Linked DNA regions of Bombyx mori: region 2 is linked to region 1. A link is a contact called in public Hi-C data. All regions are on one chromosome and are shown on one strand. Each heading gives the region's core, a stretch centred on a gene start, on an enhancer-like site or on the middle of the called end of the contact. The rest is flanking DNA. Distances are from core to core; before and after follow the strand shown.

Evidence for each region. Hi-C and Micro-C count contacts between places; a contact is called where the count stands out from the background.
Region 2: a Hi-C map of whole pupa shows a contact between it and region 1, with 1.5 times the contacts expected there. The contact joins the promoter of LOC101735614 here to the enhancer-like site in region 1.

Annotation. Positions count from the first base shown.
Region 1 is chr12:9,074,714-9,078,870 of ASM3026992v2, forward strand. It overlaps LOC101735614 (cell adhesion molecule Dscam2), which reads right to left. Exons shown (of 40, transcript XM_062671492.1): 11 at 3,794-4,050; 12 at 2,832-2,989; 13 at 1,945-2,099. Among protein-coding and RNA genes, the nearest start is that of LOC134199846, 9.6 kb to the left of the region's middle. Within about 2 kb of position 2,903, at least 1 of the 8 cell types and tissues checked has open chromatin away from gene starts, as enhancers often do.
Region 2 is chr12:9,111,189-9,115,079 of ASM3026992v2, forward strand. It overlaps LOC101735614 (cell adhesion molecule Dscam2), which reads right to left and starts at 1,590. Exons shown (of 40, transcript XM_062671492.1): 1 at 1,429-1,590.

The sequences.
Region 1 (4,157 bases), core at 1,653-4,152:
TTTACAGAATCAATGTTGAGTATGGACATTTTGCGACTCATGCTCCCTATGGCTATTCCCAATTTATTGTTAGCAGTAATTTTTCCACCGTTCAAACTCCATGAAAAATTGGCCGGAAGATCGCCCTTATTCATAACGCATTGAACAGACACGGTATCTCCAGCGTTGGAAGGCTCATCACCGAATTCAAAGGGTGAGATTTGAGGCGGAACTGTATTAACACAAAAAGCTTACGATAATTCTAATCGATATGAATGAAGTATAAAGTAAGCGAACCGTTTATGCTAAGGATTGTTGTGTGATTAGTTTGACCCGCCTGATTTTTTATTTCACATGTAAAGGATCCCCGATGAACCGATCTCACAGATTCAATATTTAATATAGACGTTTTCTTGCTAATCGTCGTAAGAACGACTCCAAGGTTATTAAGGGGTTTGATTTCTTCTCCATTAAATAACCATTTAAAATTTACGGGTAGATCGCCTTTACTCATTACGCATTGCACGGATGCGGTTTCTCCCTCGTTCAATATTTCTTCTCCAAATTCGAAGGGCGTTATTTGCGGTGGTACTGGGACGAAAATTAAATCGCAATAAAAGGTATTTTAGGACATTATCGGGATATTTCATGTGTTATGGATTAGAAAAACGTAAGCTAGTAATGTGGTGTACCGTTGACTTCAAGCACAGCACTGTGATTAGCGGAGCCTGCTCGATTTGTTGCCACACAGATATATGTGCCCCTGTGTACGCCACTTACTGAATCTATACTCATTATCGCTGTCTTTTTATTAATCGAACTTAAAACGACTCCCAGATTATTGAACTTTGTAAGTTCTTGGCCATTAAATATCCATGAAATGTTCACTGGTTGATCGCCCTTGCTGACGCTGCAAGTCAAGGTAGCCGTATCTCCAGCGTTGGCCGGTTCCTCGCCAAATTCAAACGGTAGGATTTGGGGAGGTACTGTGTAAAAACTCTTTTTATTGTATCTAGTCTAAAGCTATTAGTGCAGGGGCGTGTGTGACTAACGATGTAGCTTTGGCGGGCATAAATCTGAAGATTTCGTAAAGTAATCAATATGTTTACTTAAAATTTTATAGCTGAAACGAATTCCTGTAATAAAACTGATATTAATACAGAGATGTATAATAATGTCATAACACTAGAAGTCGCTATTCCATATTTTAGTATCATCAAATTCCTCCTACAAGTCTTATAAAATTTATGACATTATTATATAGAAATAACTGAGCACATTGATAAAAATAATTATTGTATCTTAATATAAAATTCGTATTAAAAAGTACACACGTCAAATGAAATTAGCTTTGCAGTTCGTGCAAAGGATATCTTATTATTGGGTAGAATCAACTACCGTTTTCAAAGAATGGAATTATAAATGGCGGCTCATCCTGCCTTTACCGGCAAAAGTTTACCGAGTCTTATTATTGTAGGTACTCTAGGTATACCAATTCTAAATAATATATCTTTACTTTCAGATGAATATTTAGGTAAAGTTCTTTTTTTATATTCAACAAACCAACCATTTATAATTCCGTTTTTTTTTCTACACATGTTTTGTTTGTTTTCAATTTGCCTTATTTATCATGTACTCAGTTTAAAAACACTTTTAACGACAACGTCTTTCAAGTTTTCGGTATTTTTCATACATATTATCAGTTATTCCGATTATTCTAATATTTTTATTGTACTTTGTAGGTGGTTGAATAATTTTAATTTTCTTCTATAATATTTTTTAAGATCAAGGCGCCTTTGATAGTATTGTTTTTTTTTTAAAGCGCCTATAGTTTATCTGCGTTGTACGAATAAGAACGTTGCAGAGGATTGTTGTTGATCTATTTTACTGTAACAACGCTCAATCTCTCAACCGCATTAGTAGGAATTTTTAAGAGTTGATTTTAATTTATAGTTCTAAACTTACCCATGACTTGAAGTTCTAGGGTTTCTCTAGCCGTGTATCCCTGCGAGTTCTTCGCGACGCAGGTGTATGTGGCTTCGTCGCTCATGCGCTCAACGTTCTCGATAACAAGGGTGCCGTTGGGGAATACTTTCTGTTTTCGGTTGATCGGGAGGACTCTGAGAATTGAAAAATACTCATTTTTTGACAAGCGAGTGGAATATATTACTTTTAAACGTAAGATAACTGCCCGCTCTGCTGGTGGTCCGCTAAGTATCAGAGTCTATACACCAGCTACCGATATATATGGGGTCAAAGACCTTTTATTAGGATTACGGCATGGCCCGGAGGTCTCTCCAGTTTCACCAGGACAAGTGGTCGAGCACGGACTGAACCAAGAACTAAGGTTGGTATGCCAACTATACTGACTATTACGACTTTTGTTTAATTTTTGTGTACAAATAAGGTATTAAAAATCAAAATGTTCTTTATTGAAGTAGGCCTTCGCAGGTGTTTTTAGATCGATGTGACTAGCATTACTACTGTACTTATTGCCTTTAAACTACTTTTATTAGTGCTACGGATTACAAAATTTTGAAATTAAATTTATATGAAAATACTACAACACTACAGTTAATTGAACAACTAATACTCAGTCCACTCACACCCTGTACCAGGGACAAGCTTATGTCACAGTGCACACACGTTTGAGAATAGGAAATTATTTAGCAATATTATGTATAAGCTACAAGAGAAATTTAATTAAAGAGAAAGCTATATGTACTGCTTATAGCGAACTGATCTATAATATCTCTAAATTGCAGCCTTTTCCATAATCGGCTCCCCGTGCATCCCTATTAAGTTGCAGGTCAGGACTGAGTCATTCAGCCGAAAAATACCAAGTAAGTTACCTTCCATCACGTTCCCAAACAATGGAGTCGATAGGGTAGCCGGCGACTGGACAGTGCACGATCAGAGTGTCTCCGGCGACGACGGGACGCTTCTTCATCGGACGAACGAAGGGTAGACCGTAGATGTTGACACGAGCCGAATGGGATGTGCTGCCGACCTGAGGACATATTTAACCGAATGTCTGTAAGATTCCCAACTAAATCCAATGGTGCTTTTAGGTACCTCAAGCACCGGTCACCGTCCTCGTCGAACCCGTCGCTTACGACGAAGGGCTCGACGAGTAAATTAACCCACAGACACAGCCCGCTGAGTTTCTCGCCGGATCTTCTCAGTGGGTCGTGTTTCCGATCCGGTGGTAGATTCTGCGAAGCACTGCCTTTGCAAGGGCCAGTGTCAGCAACACTCCGGTTTGAGCTCACCACCACACACGCTAGGATAAGGTAGGTAAGAAAAAAATATCCAACCCAGAGTTTTTGCTGTAAGTTTCACATAATTAATTTTTGAAGTGATAACTCCTTAAGCCGCTTCCGTAACGCGTTACGGTGCCAGTCTGTCTGGCGTCCCTTTCTCTCACGCATACGGCAGTAGTACTGAGAAAGTATGTAACTCCTAACTATTTATATATTTATACATATATTTAAATCTAGATACTAATCATCTACATACCCAAAAATTAATAAATAAAATTTCCTTACATTATCTTAAGAATATACATAAAATTTAAGTAATAACCTAAACTTTTTTAAAAACCTTTTTTTAATCATGTGTACGTTTTACCACTATTCCGATTTCGTCGACAGGACATTTTTGAAACTTGTCAAGTAACAAAGACTTCCTTTACCTATTTACAATGGTCAAGTTACGATTCCCATTTGACGAGTAAGGCAACAAAAATGATTGTATAAAATTTTAATTAGTTTTTGTGTTGGACGTTCGATGAATACCAACTATGATCAATCACCTTGCTCGAAGCGAAGCAGGTGTAGAGGCCGCCATCGTTGGTCTGCACGGAAGAAATGTTGAGGTGCGACTCGACGTTGCCGTCGGCCGTAACGAATTGTCCGATCTGAAGTCGTTCGCCACTGGACAGCTTCTCACCGTCCAAGAGCCAGGCGATGTCGGGGGTCGGGTTCCCGGACGCTACACATTTCAGCCGAAGAGACGGACCGGAGCGGAAAGTCTGCTCGCCAAAGCTATGCCTGATTTGAGGCGGTTCAACTGAAACATTTTCAATTTAGTCTTAAAAACTACCAATAGTTAAACGATTCCTGTTTTAAAGGTGTGATAATGGCTATACTGGCTTTTTTTACAGGTGGTAGGACCTC
Region 2 (3,891 bases), core at 340-2,839, 35 kb after region 1:
ATTATCAACACTTTCGTGAAAACCTCTTGAATTGAATGTTATTACTAAACTACCTAAAATGGTCCATATCGTATACCATGATTTAGTCTTATTATACTTTGTTTAAATTATCAACACATTCGTGAAAACCTCTTGAATTAAATGTTATTACTGAACTACCTAAAATGGTCCATACCATATACCATGATTTAGTCTTATCATATATCGAATTATTGGTTTCCTTGATAGCTAGCTATTAATAAATCTGTGGTTAGGTTGAATAATTCACCTCTACGGTCGTGAAAGTATTCGTGTGATTGAATTTCGCACCGGATAGAGTCGGATTGGTTTAAGCTTTGCTCTACCTGCCGTAAAAAAAGTCGTCCCGTCTTCTGTTAAATGCTTTGCACCTGTCGTGAGTTGGACAGGCCCAAAACAAGTATTTCCCCGTGTCAAACGTAATTTTGACATTAATTATTCCATGTAGGAATTAGTAGGAAGGTGTTTTATTTGGACATCGTTTGTGCAACACATTCTAAACCCACGCTGTTATAACTACGAGGACAAAACATCTTTTGAAATATTTTCCTAAGCAATATTCAATTAATCTCAAGATTTACAGTATGTAACAACCCTAAATAATATATGAAGTAGTTTAATTTTAGTGTAATTATTTAATAAGCATTATGATCAGTTTTTTTCTTTTTTTGGACGAACTTCCTCGAAATGCGTATGAGTCTTTATTTGCATATTTCTGCTCTACTTTTGTGGGGTTTATCTTTATTGATTTTTATTTGATATACATAGTTCTATAAAATCTAGGTATCGTCTCCGCGCTACACGTTATGTGTAATAATCATTAACACATACCTTTAATCTTATCTATTTTTGTCAATAAATAAGTAATATTTGACACCGTCAACTTATACATGCTTCTTTTTTTGTTATAATCGGAAGCGACGATTTAGATGCGAAATGCAATAACAAGCATTTTCATCATATCCTTCGAAATACCGCGTTGGTATTTTAATGTTTAATGTTGAAATTAGTGAATAATCATTTTTCGAAATTAAAAAATTACGATACCAAATTTCTCTAAATAGTACTACTAAACACTCCCAAATTTAAATAAATGTAACGCCCCTAGCTAAGTCCAAATAGCTCAGTGCAGGTGGTCGGTTTTAGGGAGAAAAACGCACTGAAGTATGTTACGATATAATTTTATTATGTATATGTATGAAATTTTATTTCAACATAATACGGAAATATAAAGAGTACATAAATCTAGTGTAGACATTACTGGCGCTTATATTCACCCCGGTCAAGACAACATCGTTATCGATCGCGGCCGCGCATTCGTCGGGCCGGCATTTTTTGCAATCAAGGAATTCCTACACAAAAGTTGAATGAAGAGGGCACATTGCATACAAAGAAAGCTCAGAAACGTACCTGCGTAGAATCAGCGATGGGTTTGCACAGCACCCACAACACATAAACCACAACACGCGCGGAGAGACGAGCGGCAACAACCGACTCGCCTAAGCTACAAGATCGGTATGAGTAGGCTTGATATGAATTTGTATAAACGGCCAATGACACTCGTCTCATGAAAAGGACGGGCTCTATATATCTGTTCTCTTTTAACGAATAGGACTACAGCGCGGTCCTGGCAGAGACGTAGCTTGGAACCGATATTTTGGCGAGGGTCACAGGACTCGGGGATTTGGTGCGCGCGCAGGAAATACGTTATTAAGCCTGTGTGTCGAACGTACGTGGGTGTATTTTATTATGAATAGATCTATTTCTATGTCTACCACGAACGTTACTTTAGCTACAGATTTTTTAAGGCTGGATGTCAATTTTATTTTTCTCTTTATTGAAAAGAGCATTGTCATAATGTGATAACAACCTCAGCCCCATTTATCATTTCCAATGTATTGTAGCTAGCTTTAAAAAAAATATAAATATAGAGTTGACTCTACCACAGGAACTCTATCAGAGGTGAAGTGTGAAAGTAGCCCCGGTAATTAAAAAATTAAAGAGCGGACGGTTAGCATGTCCATGTACGTGATGCGTAGAGAGAAGGTGCATGTGACTAGGAGATGTAAGGAAATGGTAGTGCAAGGTAGAGGGAGAAGTGGTCGACCGAAGAAGACATGGATGGAGTGTGTGAATGACGATATGAGAGAGAGAGAGAGAGAGGAGTGAGTGTTGAGATGACGGCTGATAGTGGGATAAGGTGGAGAAAAAGAAGAGAGTTGACTCTACCACCAAATCAATGTGTATGAAATAACTCAGTATGGGTTGCAATAAACTGAAAGTTCTAGTGAGAGCCCTCACTTGGTACTGTGTTGTGAAGCCACACGTACAAGCGGATCTTGTAACTGATTCACTCTGCAATTATTGGGAGAAAACTCCTCTACTGTAAGGCTGATGTCAGTATGTCTACAGATGGGTAGTATGTCATTCAGTTTTCGAAGGGGGCTTTCTCGGTGTCGAAGATAAAAGTTTGCCAAATAAAATAATCCAGTTTATGCTGGTTTAGGCCTGAACAGATGAAGTTATGTACTTTAGGAAGACGGAATAGATCCATTGTACATTTTAGGCAGCGGCGTTGTTCCAACTCTGGCATTGCTGACGTCCATTGGCGACGGCAAACGCTTACTATCAGGTGGGCTACATATTCGTCTGCCTACAAGACCAATAAAAATCCATATGGTGTGGTATTAAAAATTAATAGTTATATACTACCTAAATAGTAGTAAGTTCACAAAACGAATTTAACATCTAATATGTTTCACCACTTAGATAAGCGTTTTATACTAGGGATAGAATTGTTGAGGTCGATAGAGGCAATATAATTTGAGTAGCTAGTACCGCAATCCCTTGCGAAAACTAATATCACCATGCAGTGTCTTTTTCGTGACCCAAAATACAGTTTTTAATATGAAAAAAATTTGTTCAAAGTTTAGTCTCTGGCACAAATTAACAACTATCCATTTAGGACGCTTCTCACCGAATCACAGTTAACGAAGAGAATGGAAATGAACGGTTTCATTTCTCTAACTTCCGAAAGCTCATCAAAATCTGGATGCCTGTTTGCGTACCTATAATAAAACTTGAAGTCGTCGTGGCCTAAAGGATAAGACGTCCGGTGCATTAGTATCGAGCGATGCACCGGCGTTCAAATCCCGCAGGCGGGTACCAATTTTCCTAATGAAATACGTACTCAACAAATATTCACAATTGACTTCCACGGTGAAGGAATAACATCATGTAACAAAAATCAAACCCGCAAAATTATAATTTGCGTAATTACTGGTGGTAGGACCTCTTGTGAGTCCGCACGGGTAGGTACCACCACCCTGCCTATTTCTGCCGTGAAGCAGTAATTCGTTTCGGTTTGAAGGGTGGGGCAGCCGTTGTAACTTACTCGAGACCTTAGAACTTATATCCCAAGGTGGGTGGCGCATTTACGTTGTGGGTGTCTATGGGTTCCAGTAACCACTTAACACCAGGTGGGCTAATCTAAGCAATAAAAAAAAGTCTGAATAATAATAGTCATTTTTAAATTTAATTAAAAAATATTTCTATTTTATTTACTATGCACAACAAAATCATCATCATTATCTTGGGCCTTACAGCCCAGGGTGGGCCTTAGCCTGGTCCAGTATGTCTCTCCAGGCTGCTCTGTTCAGGGCTTTCTCCTTCCAGTTCTTATCACCGATAACTTTGAGGTCGTGCTCTACGCCATCTAACCATCGGAGTTTGGGCCTGCCACGACTTACGCGGCCCTCTGGTTTGCCATATAGTAGTTCTCTTGGCATTCTGGTCTCCTCCATTAGAGCTACATGTCCTGCCCGTCGTCGGCGTCTAATTTTTATAGTTTTTATATGATTAGGATACTTGTAA